Regions from separate parts of the Canis lupus genome. Here region 2 is linked to region 1. Evidence: chromatin contacts called from public Hi-C data. All regions are on one chromosome and are shown on one strand. The core of a region is the stretch at or near the end of the contact, and the rest is flanking DNA. Distances in the headings are between cores, read along the strand shown.

What was found. A called contact is a pair of places that touch in the nucleus more often than the background predicts.
Region 2: a Hi-C map of blood shows a contact between it and region 1, with 2.5 times the contacts expected there. The contact joins the promoter of CDCA4 here to the promoter of SIVA1 in region 1. A contact is called at or near these places in 2 of 9 Hi-C or Micro-C datasets (amygdala and blood).

What each region holds. Positions count from the first base shown.
Region 1 is chr8:72,706,928-72,713,723 of UU_Cfam_GSD_1.0, reverse strand. SIVA1 (apoptosis regulatory protein Siva) reads right to left here and starts at 3,881. Exons shown (of 4, transcript XM_038545913.1): 1 at 3,712-3,881; 2 at 2,350-2,544; 3 at 1,438-1,594. The coding sequence starts at 3,829.
Region 2 is chr8:72,870,676-72,877,502 of UU_Cfam_GSD_1.0, reverse strand. It overlaps CDCA4 (cell division cycle-associated protein 4), which reads left to right and starts at 2,282. Exons shown (of 2, transcript XM_038545926.1): 1 at 2,282-2,343.

The DNA.
Region 1 (6,796 bases), core at 2,632-5,131:
CCCGGCATCCAGTTAGAATTTACTGGACCACAGTAGTTTAGCAAATCACAGAGGAGGGTCCTTAGGAGAGACCACGAAAAGACAAGAAAATTGGAAAGAGGCCTCAGTCTGAGATGCGCCATCAAGAAGGCAGCGCAGCTTGCCACCAGGAGGGGAGGGGAGACGGTAAGCCTGTGGCCCACAGCACCGCAGCACCGGACGTGCCACAGGTGACCAGCTGTGGGCAGGACGCCGATGGCCGCAGGGCTACTTTTTAGTGGAAGCAGAGCCTGGCACAGCTCCCAGCTCCGTGGCCCCGGATACCAGGACCCAAAGGGGCTGCCCCTGAAAGGGAGGGAGCAGCAGGCCCAGGCCGCCTTCTAAACCTGGGATGCCACCTCAGCCCTGGGACCTGGAGCCTGGAGCAGGGAGCCCGTCCCCTGGCCGTAGCTCTAAGAAATGGACACTCCCTCCCCCATCACAGGGTGAACTCCGTAGGTAGCTGGGGAAGAGGAAGCAGGAGATAAAGGCCAGGAGGACACCGTCAGGACAGGAGGAAGGCTGCCACACATGGAGGGGTAGGGGGAGGGCTCCAGGAACTCCTCCCTAAACCTGAACGCTGCCCAACTGGGTCCCTCCCCAGGGAAATGGCCTGGAGGCGCGGGGGCCCAGCCCTCTTCAGTCTGCACAGAGACAGGAAGGTAAAAATAAGCTCGCAGAAGCAAAGGGAAGAGTATTCCACATGCATAACTGGCCAACATACAACCCAAACAGGACAGCAGGGGTTCCCAGGACCCACCCCGCCCCTGGCTTTCCCAGGCTCCGCCGGCTGGCCCACCTGAGGTGGGCTTCTGCCTTCCACGCTTGGCTTTAGGCTGCTGTGACTAAACTAGTGTGAGGTCCGCACAACCAGCTCCAAGTCTGCGTGGGGGCCTCGTCTTGCACTCCCAGCCGGCACCAAAAGTGGCCACTGGGGTGGGAATGGTACCTGGTGCCTCTCAAGCAGGCGCGGGATCCAGACAGCGGAGGCAGACACGCGCACTCAAGTAACACACTAAGCAGACGGTCCGTTCTGGCTCGAGACAGCCCGCACCCAGCCACACACATACAGGCCTGCGCCTGCTCCCCACCCCCACCCCCACCCCTGCTTCCTGCACTGGCGAGCAGACCAACAGGAAAAACCATGTGACGCAGTCCTTACGTCGGAGCCTGAAAGATCAGATCACGAAGTTACTGAGACAGAAGACTATGAGCAAAGCAGAAGTGGCAGCCTATGTGATCTGCAGTTCTGTGACAAAAGCTCAGTCTTCAGAAAAACTTAAAAAACCAGGCAAAGCAGTTATTGGCACCACCGCGTCCCCAGGGGCAGTGCCAGACGGCCGCTCTCCCAACCTCCAGGCCTCAACGTCACGGGGGTGCTCAAGTGCCTGTGCGGGCACCCCACGGTCAACCACTTACTCCACAAGGGCACACAGGGCGCAGGCCACGCCCCCGCAGCTGGAGCAGACGTGCACACACCGCCCGCAGAGGGCACGCTCACACTGGCCACACGCTGCCTTCCCGTCCACGGCTCGCACGCACGAGGAGCAGGCTCTGGTCGCTGCCCCGGAGGGGTCTGTAAGAACGAAACGCCATCCGTCAGCCCTGCAGGGATCTGAAGTGCTGGAGGCTGTGGGGCCACCGACAACCCCTGACCGGACTCCCTGCAAGCGGGTCCTCCTGACACCCCACGAGAAAGCACGGCCCACAGACCCTTGTTCACTAGGGAGACCCCAAGTGCCTGGGAGCATGTTACAGGGCTGGTTCCATGACTCTGGGTTGAGTGCTCCTTCCATTCTCGCTATTCAAATGTCGGTACTGGAAGGATCGGTTCTTCCCCACTGTGGCTTGTATGAGAACTCTTGTGGCCCCCGTCTCGTGTGTCCAGCACCCGTGTCTCAAAGTGTGGCCCTGCATCACTGGTTAACAGAGCTCCTGGGCCCGAGTCCAGGCCTTGGGGAGGGGGGCAGCAGGGACTATGGCTCTTAACCAGCAACAAAGGTGGTCGTCTGAGCTGCACACCACACAGGCGCCGGACCGGCGGAGCCACCCAGCTGAGACTCTGGGTCTTGCTGCAAGTGGATCCTGATCCCCCAGCTAAAAGCTGCTTCACAACCTGCAGGCTTGCATATCAGCCGGGGGTGGATGGGGGTTAGAACCTCCTAAGGTCGGGAGCCTCCTGGTGCTCACCAGCTCCTCAGACCCCAGGGCCAGCTCTTGCCCCTGCAGGGAGGGGAGGAGAAGCTCCCAGGCAGACAGTGTCAGGAGTCAAGTGCTCAGATCCACCCTTAGCGCATGGCTGGGCAAGTGCCTGCTGTTGGCCTCACTCACCAGCTTCAGAGGCCTGGGCTTGGCTCCTGGTCAGTCGGCCATCTGGTCCAATCAGCATCTGCCCACGGGCTGCCCGAAGGGCCTCTGTGGGGCCGGGCTTTGGGGACTCCGGCAGGTCAACAATGGCACAGCCTTCCTCCCACAAGTGGTCCATGTAGGCCTGGGCCCCTCGAAAAAGGAGTTGCTTGGTTTTCTCTGAGGAAGAGAAATCAGTCCCAGTGTTCACAGCCCTGCAACGTGGAAGCCCTGGCACTGCCCCCTCATCCTGCCAGCTGCCGTGGCCAGGCCTCCTTTGTGCTGTCATCCAGCCGCCCCGGCCCAGGATGCTCCCTGGTGAGCTGGGGACCACTGGGTCCGCTCGCCCTTCCTTACCAGGGCTCAGCGGCCACCTCCGCCAGGATGATCCTGCACCACGCAGCCCAACCCAGGCTCCCTCTCATGACCTTCCATGCGGCTTTCCCCACAAGTGGCCTCATGTCACTGCTGTTTCTCTCCTGCCCGGCACCCTGCAAGCCGGCTGGTGTATAGCACAGAGGACGCTCTGGGCTTCAGATCACTCATTCACACCCAGCGGCTCAGAGCTGGGCCGACAGCCCCGGCCAGCGTGCACCCCCTTCACCTACTACAGAGCACGACAGAAACCGGCTCCTGACAAAGCGCTCCTGGAGCTCCGCAGACGCCTGTGGGCCCGGGACACTCCCACCTGAGAGCCGAAGTGGTGGCTCGGCACCAGCAGCAGAGGCTCTCCGCGCGCCACACGTCCGTCATCGGGGGCTTTCGCAAGATCAAACGCCCAACTCCAGCCCCCAGATGCTCTGTGATTCCTGCCTCGTCCCCACGGGGCCAGGCCCAACAGGCCCTGGAAGCCGTTGGCTCCGTGTGACGTGGACGGTGACTCAAATGGGCGGCTGGTGAGCCCTGCCCCACGCAGCTCCTCCTCACCTTGTCCCGGGATCCCGCGGCCCGGAGGTGGCCTGGGGTGACTGCCCGGCTGGAACGCCCAGGACCTCAAGGCAGCGGGAAAGAGCTGCCGGACTGTCCCCCGCTTGCAGGTAAGCTGCCTGCCTGCCTGCCTGCCCTGACCGGGTCGGCCCCAGGCTGCGCTCAGCTTTATCACTCGAGGGCTCAGAAAGCCTCGTCTGCGACCCAGGGCTGCTCGGGAGGGCCGGGGACAGCGGGAGAGGGCGACCCCGGAGCCTCACCTCGGCAGCTCCGGGTACTCGCCGGCGCGGCCCGGCGCCCGCAGCCCCCGCAGCCGGGCCCCCTCCTCCCCCTCCCCGGGGCCTGCAGCGGGGCCGACGCGGGGCCGGGGCGACGCCGCCGGCTCGGGCCCCCGCGGGCGGGAGGGCGCCCCGCACTCACCGAAGACCTCCCGCGAGTGCTGGTCGCCGCACACGCCGCGGCTCAGCTCCCTCTGACCCACGCGGACCTTCAGCTGCAGGGGGGCCGCGTCCGCGAACGGACAGCCCCGCTTGGGCATGGCCGCCGGCCCGGAGCGGCGCAGCTCCGCCGCGCGCCTCGCCGCCACCCGTGACGTCACAGCCGCGCGCCAACGCGGCGCGGCGCGGGATAGGCCGGCGGCGAGGAAGGGGGCGGAGCTCGGCGGCGGCGCGGCGCGGGATAGGCTGGGGGAGAGGACGGGGGCGGGGCCCGGCTGCGCGGGAAACGCCGAAGGCCAGGGCGGGGGGGGGGGGTCCGACGGCGGCGCGGGACGCACGGAAGGCAGCGGCGTGGGGAGAGAGGCTCGGAGGGTGCGCCGCACTGGCAGGCCGGGGGCGGGGCTCGAGCGCGGCGCCGGATAGGCCGAGCGTAGCTTGGAGGCGGGGCCGGCGAGCCGGGGGCGGGCCTTGTGTAAAGCGCGCCGCGGGATAGGCCGCGGTGGAATGGGCGGGGCCAGGGCGGGGGCGGGCCGCGGCGCGGGATTGGCCCAGCGTAGGTTGGAGGCGGGGCCTACGCGCCGAGGGCGGGCCTTGCGTAAAGCGCGCCGCGGGATAGGCCGCGGTGGAGTGGGCGGGGCCGCGGCGGGCCGCGCGGGAGGGGCGGGGCTGCTCGGGGTTTGGCGCGGGGCGGAGCCGACGCGAGGGTTGACACTGGTTCCCCGCCGTCGTCCAAGCCGCCGGCGCCGGAGGAGGATTCGCGCTCTCCGAGATGCGAGGTCGGAGGAGCTCCTCGTCGTCACGGAAGTGGGCGTGCCGGTCGGCCGCGTTTCCGGGGCAGCGACGTCACTTCCGGCCGGCGGAGGGCGGCCCCTGCGGGGTGTGGGCCTCGTGGTGCGGGGCTCGGGACGTTCTCTGCGGGCGCGTGGCCGCGCTTGGAGCCGCTTCGGGGCCTCCGAGGACGCACGCGGGGCCGAGTGGGTGTCGGGGGGCCGGCGCGCCTCATGCCCACCTGCCGGCAGCGCCCGGGCCGGGGTCACGGCCGGGGTCACGACCGAGGTCACGGCGGGGGTCGCGGAGGGGGGGGACTGAGGCTGGCGACTCGGAGGGAGGGAGGGAGGGAGCGTCCGCACCGCGGGGTCAGCGCGGCCCCGGCCCGGGGCTCGAATGCACCGAGCGGGTCAGCGCGGCCCTGTCCAGAGGGCTGCGAAGGACCCTGCGGCCCTACGGGGCGGCCGCCGACTCCGGGGAGCGCGGCATTTGCAGGAACCCGCGGGAAGCCGGAGGGCATGATGCTACGTGGGGTAAGCCAGGAGGACAAATGCTGGACTGTGCCGCTCACCCGCGGCACCTCACGTCGTCGGGCTCCCAGAAACAGCAGAGGGGGTGGCGGTGGGATGGGGCGGGAATCGGGGAGGTGCTGGCCGGAGGCCACCTGTGCAGCTTGGAAGGTACTGAGAGCAGATGTCAGCTGCTGTCCCTGCAGCCGCGGCAACAGGAAGATGGGCTGCCACGTGTTAGCCGAGCTCGGGTGGTAAAGCTCCTACTGTGTGCGCATCGGCTGGTCGCCCCGAACACCCCGCGCCCACACGGTGGTACGTGCGCCAGTAGGGCCTGTGCTAGACGTCAGTTCTGTCTCAACGCTAGGAAGGAAGCTTCTCTCCAGCTACAGTCCCGACAGGAGGTGCAGGGAGGTGCAGGGAATCGGGTGATCCAGGAATCCCCAGGGCGGACACGGTTCAGCCTGTAACATGCCGGGCTCTGCGCTGGGCTCTCGGAGCGGCCTTGAGGACAGCCAGCGGGGTCCCTCCCCCCGGCTGGGACAGATGTCACCGAAAGGGAAGTACAGGGGCCTGTGGAGGGACAAGGTAAGGACACCTGCCCTGCCCAGGCCAGAGGATGCTCCGAGAACACTTGCCGCCCAGGGTCAGGCTGTGTGTGAAGCAGGTGCCGAGCAGCATAACCTCAGAAAGTGGGACGTTGTGGAAATGAACGTTCACCAGGTTGAGGAGGGAACACGCTTCCCCCTCCCGAGAGACACACCGCGGGCACGGCTGGCAGGAGGTGCATTCTCGCCCGTGTCTGGTCAGGGTGGCCTCGGGGCCCTAAGATTTTGAGCAATGACCATCTCAGCCATCCCAGGGCTGGGCAGTCGCTGCGCTTGCATCCCTGTGAGTAACTTAAGTTGCAGCGTAATTTAGTTACGGCGAAGTCGAACGGATGTGCGCCCAGAGCAGTGCCCGGATGAGCGAGGGACGGTGGCGTCCGTGACAACAAGCGCATACACCTGTGTGGCCACAGGAGGCCTTGGCTCCGCTCCCCTCCCTGCAGTGCAGCTGCTGTCCTAGAGCCTCGCAGCACACGGGCAGCTCACTCTGCAGACGCGTTCGTGTTGGGCCCCTCAGCGCGCCGACTTTGAGCCCCTCGGTGAGGTTCCTTCATTGCTGAGTGAGTTGGGTGTGTGCTGCACCACCGCTCGCTCACTTGCTGACCGACCTGGGCTGGCGCCTGGTCTGGGCTCTGGCGAAGGCAGCTCCCCTGGATCCCCTCTAAGGATGTCTCTGGCCGTCCGGCTCCCCTCACCGGTCAGCGCCTCGGAGCGGGGTGGCCGAGTGCAGGTAAGTGAACGTCCAGAGAACTGGCCGCTTTTCAGGGCACTTGGAAGAGCCCAGCAACCTGGATCGATTAGGGATTTGTCTCCCTTGCGCGTTGAGCTGAGACCACTGCGAGCCCCTCCATGCTGGGGCTGTTACGGGTGCAAAAGAGAGAGCACCTTACCATCGCTCAGACCCTCCGACACCTGCTGCAAAGGGGGGCTGCGTGCCCCCGCCCACCCCTCAGGACAGCCTCCCATCCCTGGGAGTAAGGAAGTTGGCGCCACGCAGGAATCATCACCCCCGTAAATTGATCTTTTCAGCCTGCAAAACGCTACAGCCACGTGAGGGCATCGCCCGAGGCTGCCTCTGCAAGATTTTGTCTGGAGGTGGAACAAAATCTTGAAGCGAAGGATTTAGCGGCCACTACAAGGTAGAGAATTGAAAATTTGGCAGCTAATTTAAATATGCAGGTCA
Region 2 (6,827 bases), core at 1,033-3,532, 170 kb before region 1:
AGTCTTGTCTCCTGTGCTCTGACCTGCGTGTTAATATCCTTTGCCCACTTTCTACTGGTTTGTTCATCTTGCTTTCGTTGGGAGGGTATCTGCGTATCAGGGAATCTTTTTTTTTTTAAATTTTTATTTATTTATGATAGTCACAGTGAGAGAGAGAGAGGCAGAGACACAGGCAGAGGGAGAAGCAGGCTCCATGCACCGAGAGCCCGACGTGGATTCGATCCCGGGTCTCCAGGATCGCGCCCCGGGCCAAAGGCAGGCGCTAAACCGCTGCGCCCCCCAGGGATCCCGTATCAGGGAATCTAATCCCTTGTGTGGCATATGGCTAGGACAAGGGCTCCCCCAGCTTTTCCACCGTTGGATGCGCCAACATCTACACGTGTGCAAGTCCCATGTGTCAGAGCACATGGCGGTAACCTGGGCGGCCTTTCTCCTTCTCCCGTCGTCCCCCGCACCCCTGTTCTCCACAGCGAGGCTCTCCAAGCCCCCGGAGAACGCGCCCCTCCGCCCCCAGGCACACGCAGTGTTGTGCCCAAGATCGCGAATCCCAGAAACCACCGAGGAGCCGGCGCCGATGCAAACACACGAGGGTTTATTAACAAGCTGGAGCCTGGGGCCACGTGTACCCGACACAGCGGAGCAGGGACTTGGACCCCGGGGAGGGGGGGGGTCGCAGCTGGGTTTTTATGGGCTGGTCTAGGGGATTTTTGGAAGGGGTGGAGGAATTTCTTAAGCTCTGTTTTCATTCCAATATGGGACTTTCTGTCTCTGTCAAGGGCGTTCTGAGCTCTGTTTTCATTCTGATACGGGATTTTCTGTCAAGGGCATTAAGCTCTGTTCTCATTATGTTATGGGACTGACTCTCTGTCAAGGGTGCTCTGCGGTTTTTCCTGTAAAGTTCAGCTCTTATTCACAGGGGCCTGAGATGGCGATACTTGTGCTAACGCTAAACTTGAGGTGGAGTGGCCTTAATTTTCTCGGCCTCCACAGCAGGTTCTGGGGTCTCCAACCCCCCCACTGCACATTCCCCGGGAACCCCAGGGCTCCTGTCTCCAGCCTGGGACTCCCCCCACTTCGCTGTCTGCACAGGGTGCCCCGCACTTCCCACCCTGGGTGGGGTGCAGGGGCCTGATGTCTTCAGCCCCATCAGCAGACAGCAGGGCGCAGGGGCCCTCACCCAGGACTGCGGCCCAGCCTGCGCTCAGGCAACGTTGCGTCAATTCATGCCGTCAGGATCTCGTGCTCTATTTAAGACGTTTTTCCACTAAGAAATTATTTTTACAAAACCTCCCCTGCTTTGCACTTTTAGGGTTTCGTTTCTTGCATGTAAACTAGGAAGTACTGGGACGCCTGGTGGCTCAGCAGTTGGGCACCTGCCTTCGGCCCAGGGCGTGATCCTGGAGCCCCGGATCGAGTCCCACATCGGGCTCCCGGTGCATGGAGCCTGCCTCTCTCTGTCTCTCATGAATAAACAAAACAAAACAAACTAGGAAGTACTTGTGGTCCTAGGCTGTCCGCGAGCCGCTGCCCCCCCTCCTCTTCCCTCCCGCCCACCGCTCTGACTCCTACCTGCACCCCTCTTCTCAGGGCCCCTCTCCCCTCCTCCTCGCCCCTCCATCTCATTTCCTCCCCTCCATCCCCCTCCTCTCCTGCCCTCCCTTCCCCTCCCTCCCGTCCTCTCCCCTCCCTGTCCTTTCCCTCTCCTCCTCTCCCCTCCCCTCCCCCTTTCCCCCTCCCTGCCCTCCCCTGCCTTACCCTCCCCCTCCTGCCCTCCCCTCCTCCTCCTTTCCCCTCTCTCCCTCCCCCCCTCCCCTTTTCCCTTCCTCTCCTCCCTTTCCCCCTCCTCCCTCCCCATCCTCTCCCCTCCCCTCCCCTCCGTTTCCCCCTCCCCCTGCCTCCCCTTCCCTCCTTGCCCTCCCCCCCTCCTCGTCCTCCCCTCTCCTCCCTTTCCCCCTCCTTCCCTCCCCGTCCTCTCCCCTCCTCTCCCTTCCCCTGCCCTCTGCCCCCTCCCCCCCCCCGCTCCTGCGCAGGCGCGCCGGGGCCGCGCGCGGAGACCTGGGAGCGGGCGGGGCGGGCGGGGGTGTGGCCAGCGCCGGGCCCCAACGGCCGACGCGTCCGCGCGGGAAGTCTCGCGCCAGGCCCCGCCCGCGGTTTGAACCGGAGGCCCCGCCCCCGCGCTCGGCCAATCAGCGTGCGGGGCGGCCGGCGCCTGGCGACCCTTTGTGGGCGCGGAGCGGCCCCGCCCCCCGCGGCCCCGCCCCTCGGTCGGCGGCGGGCTCGGGCTCGGGCTCGGGCTCGGGCTCGGGCGGGGACGGCGGGGACGGCGGGGACGGCGGCGGCCAGGTGAGCGGCGGGCGGGCGCCCCGGGTCGGGTCGGGGGCGGGTCGGGGGCGGGTCGGGGGGGCCCGCGGCCCGGGGGTCGCCGCGCGGCCCGGCCCTGCCCTCCCGCCGAGCCCACCTGCGCGCCGGCTCCTTGTCCTTTGTGTCCCGGCCTCACCGCTTCGAGGGGCCTCGGGGCGCGGGTGCTGCGGGCCGGGCCGGGCCGGGCCGGGCCGGGGCGGGGCGGGGGCGGTCAGCGGCCCGGGGCACGGACTTTCTGGGCAAGTTTTGCCGTGTTTTCCACCCGAAGCGGAAATGCAGGATGCAAAGTCCCGCTTTAGCATCTCCCGAGAAGGAACCGTGTCTCGGAAGGGCGCCAGGAAGTGTCCCCCAGCGTCCGGACCGGGTTTCCAGGCCCAGACACTGTATTTCACCCCAGGCCCAGGAGCAGCAGCCGCGGCAGACGCCCCGCGGGGACCCCAGGCCCTTCTGCAGCCGCCCTGCCTGCCGGTCTTCTGGGATGACATATTTCGGAGACCGCCTGAGCGTGTGACCGAAGCGTTCACGTTATTTTGCCTGAAAGACCTGAGTCAGGAGCGAGCTTGCGGGTGGCTGAAGGTCGTAGGGATGCGCCAGGTCAGGGCCGAGGCTGCCCCAGGCCCCCCAGGCTCTGCCGGCAGCCTGGGCTGCTGGGCACATACGGGAGAGCCGCTGCAGGACGGGGAGGTCCCCTTTGTCTTGGGGGCGCCCTGACGGATGGGCACAGCACCCCCCAGGCCCCACCCGCCACGCGGGACCCCTCCCGTGATCTCTGCTCCATCAGCCCTTGGTCTGGAGGCTGCTGTGCTCTGACCTAGGGCTGAACACCCATGGCCTGCTTGTCCCCTGACGTTGGAGGGTTTGGAGCAAAACACCCTTAACCTTGAGGAGGTGATGGGATTGAACTCCGCAGGACCCTCTGGCCGCGTGTGGGGGGATGGAGGTAATACCAGCGCTTTCTTGTTCAGAACTGAATGGTGAGTCTGGGTCTGCAGTTAGGGCAGCCTGGGAAGCGTGGGGTCTTGTGTGCTGATTTCGAAACGTCCAGCCCCAGGCCACTGTCACGGGCTGCCCCAGGAGCTGTAACTTGGACCAGCCCGGCCCCGGGGGTCTGTGTGCCCACCTCGCGCTGACTTTGTTGTGAACACGACTGTGTGGGGAGGGTGAGGCTCTCCGGCCCCCTTCAGCCTGACGCATCACCTCCACACAGGCTCTGGGACCCTCCATCGGCTCCTGGAATTGGATGTGCTGCCCTCCGGCTACTCCTTCTGAAATCCTAATCGGCTAGCGCTTGCTGGTCCCGAGCGTAACAAAAATTAACAGTTGTTCAGGGGTTGGAACATCAGAAGGGAATAATTAGAGTGACTTTGAACACATACTTGTCCTGGCATGCCGAGTGAGATCCAGCGCTTAGTGATGCGCGGGAGGCACTACCTAAAATGGTTTCAATTTAAATGAATGTGGTAGCCTCCCCCGTCAACTGGATTCTGTATTTTTCTTTGTAACCAAGGTATCATTTAGTTAATACAATGCAGTGGGCAGTTAGTAGTTGTGCAGTTGTGTGAATCTGACCAGGACCATGCACCTGTCTAGATAGGGTGCATTTCCATCATCCTGGAGACCTCCAGACCATCCCTGCCCCTCCGTTGGCAACCATTCTGCTATTTTACACCTTAGGTTAGCTTTACCTCTTCTCGAAGTTCATGTGAACAGAATTATAGGGTACCTGTTTCTTTGTTCTTGCTTTGTGATTAGGCGTGGTGTCCGAGGTTTGCTCTCGTTCCGTAGATCAGCGTGAACTTTGTTGCTGGATCGTGTTTGGTTGTCAGACATACCACAGCTTACATGTTTGACTTGCTTATTTTGAATCTGAAAATAATGTTTACACCCGGGGTGGTGAACTGGGTTTGTGGCAGGAGTATGGAGCAGGGATAATGGGTGAAGTGGTGGTGGTTGGGGGGACTTGCCAGCAAATGTGAGGAAGTCCATACAGAAAATCCTGGTGGAGAGTGAATTGATTCTGCTTCTTAGAAAGCAGCTTGATAATGTGGATCATGTGCCTGTCAATAAAGCCCCAGGTCGGAACCGAGCATCACTGTAACTGAGGAGATTGTGAGTGGTACAAATGCAGGGAGTAAGGCTCAGTTCCTGCGCTGTGTTTATCCTGAGGGTCGGCTTTTGCTGACATGGAAAATGCAGTAACCAAGAACAGCTCGCAGTGAGCTCTCATGCAGAGAGGAGGCTGCTTAGGGAGATGCTGGGAAGAACCTGTGTGGTGACTGCTTCTCTGATGAGTCGGCCACGGTGATTTTTGTCTTGTACTTTCTGATGTTCTTCCCAATTATGTACAGTAAGCTGCGGAAACAGGGGAAGGCGCCTGCATGAGAAGAGCAAAGGCTGTTATTGGAAGTGGCTGCCACCAGGGATTGGGCCACCTTCTGGCTTGCAGAAAGACACTTGGGGACAGGCAGGGGAGTCGGACTGGAAGGGCTTCCAGGGCCCCTGATGGGGTTGCAGCCTGAGGAGCCAGCCGCCCTGGTGGCTTTGTGGGGGGAGCACGTTTGGATTTCTCTAGGAGGTGGGGACAGATACTAGGAAAGCTGTCTGTTATTGATGAAGTCCAGACCCTTGAGGGTGATTGTTACAAAAGTCATTGGTTTCCTGGCCTGTCATGGAGATAGAAGTTTGACTTCCTGGGCCGTGTTAACCTTGAAAATGAAAGTTTGTTATTTCACTAGCAAAAAATGGGTTTATTTGGGAATAACAATAGCAGTTCAGGGCGTAAAAATTAGTAAAACGATGCCTTTTAGAATGGCATCAGGAGGCGGGCAGGAGGAGCACTCACTCCCACCACTCACTGACCGCTGCAGACCCCACAGGAAGGTGCGCCCCTTGCTCCTGAACACACTGCTACCTTCCCAGCAGGACAAAGGAAGGTTTTCTCCTGCCCTGGCAACAGCCCAGCCAATGGGAGACTGTCCCGGCCCAGCCAATGACAGATGGTAAACCGGCGTGAGGCTGCTGTGGATCCGAGGAAGCGGAGGGTGGCGAGGGCGGGGGGGAGCCGGGGGTACCCTGGGCACATTCTGGTGCTCGCTGTGGCCCCCGCCTCTCCTCTGGGCTCCCGCGGCTGTTGCTGCGGCTGCGGGTGTAGCCGGTGCCCGGTGCGCACTCGGGCTCTGGAAGCGGACTGTAACCCACCCCACCCCCCATCCCGGCTTCTGGGTGGAACGTGATGCTCCCGCTCCGCAGGCCGCGTTGGCCGCCCCGGCTGTGGGTGCACCGGCTCCCGCGGGCTCCCTGCCCCGACGGCCGTCCGGAGGACAGGGATGCTGTCCGAGGAGCCCCCGCGGCCACAGCCGGGCCCTGCTGCTGACTCGTCTTGCCGGGGGCGGAAGCGGAGGCTCAGGCTCATCCTGTGATTCCGGGGCCTTCAGTGGGCCTATATGAAATGGGCTGCCTACAGACTTGGGATCTGAGACCCTGGAGACAGGCACCCCGCACCCTGCATGTCCTTCCCCAGGCGGCACTAGTACCCCATCATCTCACCGAGATTCTCCATGTGCTCATCAGTGTTAAGCAAGTGACCTTTACACAAAGATTGACAGAAAAAACCTGTAAGAGTTGAGTTTGAAGCCATGAAACATTCGGATCCTTTACTGTCGTAGTGAGTGAAATCTTCACGTGGTTGGTAGTAGCTCTTTCATTCGTTTGTTTAAAAATAGGCAACAAGTCAGTGTGTGGCAGGTGTCGTGGTGGAAATGGCAGGTGGCTTCAGCGGCCTCAGAGTTGGTAGGTCAGACCGGTCTGCTGCTCCAGGAGGGAACAAGCTACAGGCGCTTCGTATCGTAAACTTAGTTTTAAATAATTACAGGTGGGACACCCGGGTGGCTCCGCGGTTGAGCATCTGCCCTCGGCTCAGGGCGTGACCCCTGGCCCTGGGATCGGGTCCCACCCCGTGGCCCTGGGATCGGGTCTCAGGGGAGCCTGCTTCTCCCTCTGCCTGTGTCTTTGCCTCTCTGTGTGTCTCATGAATAAATCTTTTAAAATAAATACATAAATACATACATACATGCAGGTGCACGGGCCGCTGTAAAGAACCGGCCTGGAGAACACCTGCCTCCCTGGTGTCGGAGCTTCAGCAAGATGCCCAGGCAGCATGTCCTGTGTGTGACCACAGAGCCGGTCGCGATCCTGCGTGCTCACACCGGGTTCTGCACCCTTAGAGCACATGCACGGCCTCCTGGACCCGCTACACCCACCACATCTCTATGTCCTGTTCCACAAATATGCGTACCACGCACAACAGTTTGAGGTTGGCTTTCTCTTGGAGCATAACTCCCCTAAGATCCCTCCAAGTCTGGTGTCCCTAGGGCCCTCTGCCCTCTGCCCAGTGGCCGCGTGCGGCCGGTGCCCTCGGGTGTCAGCCACTCCCTGGAGCAGGGCTTTACGGGTAGAGCCACCGTGAA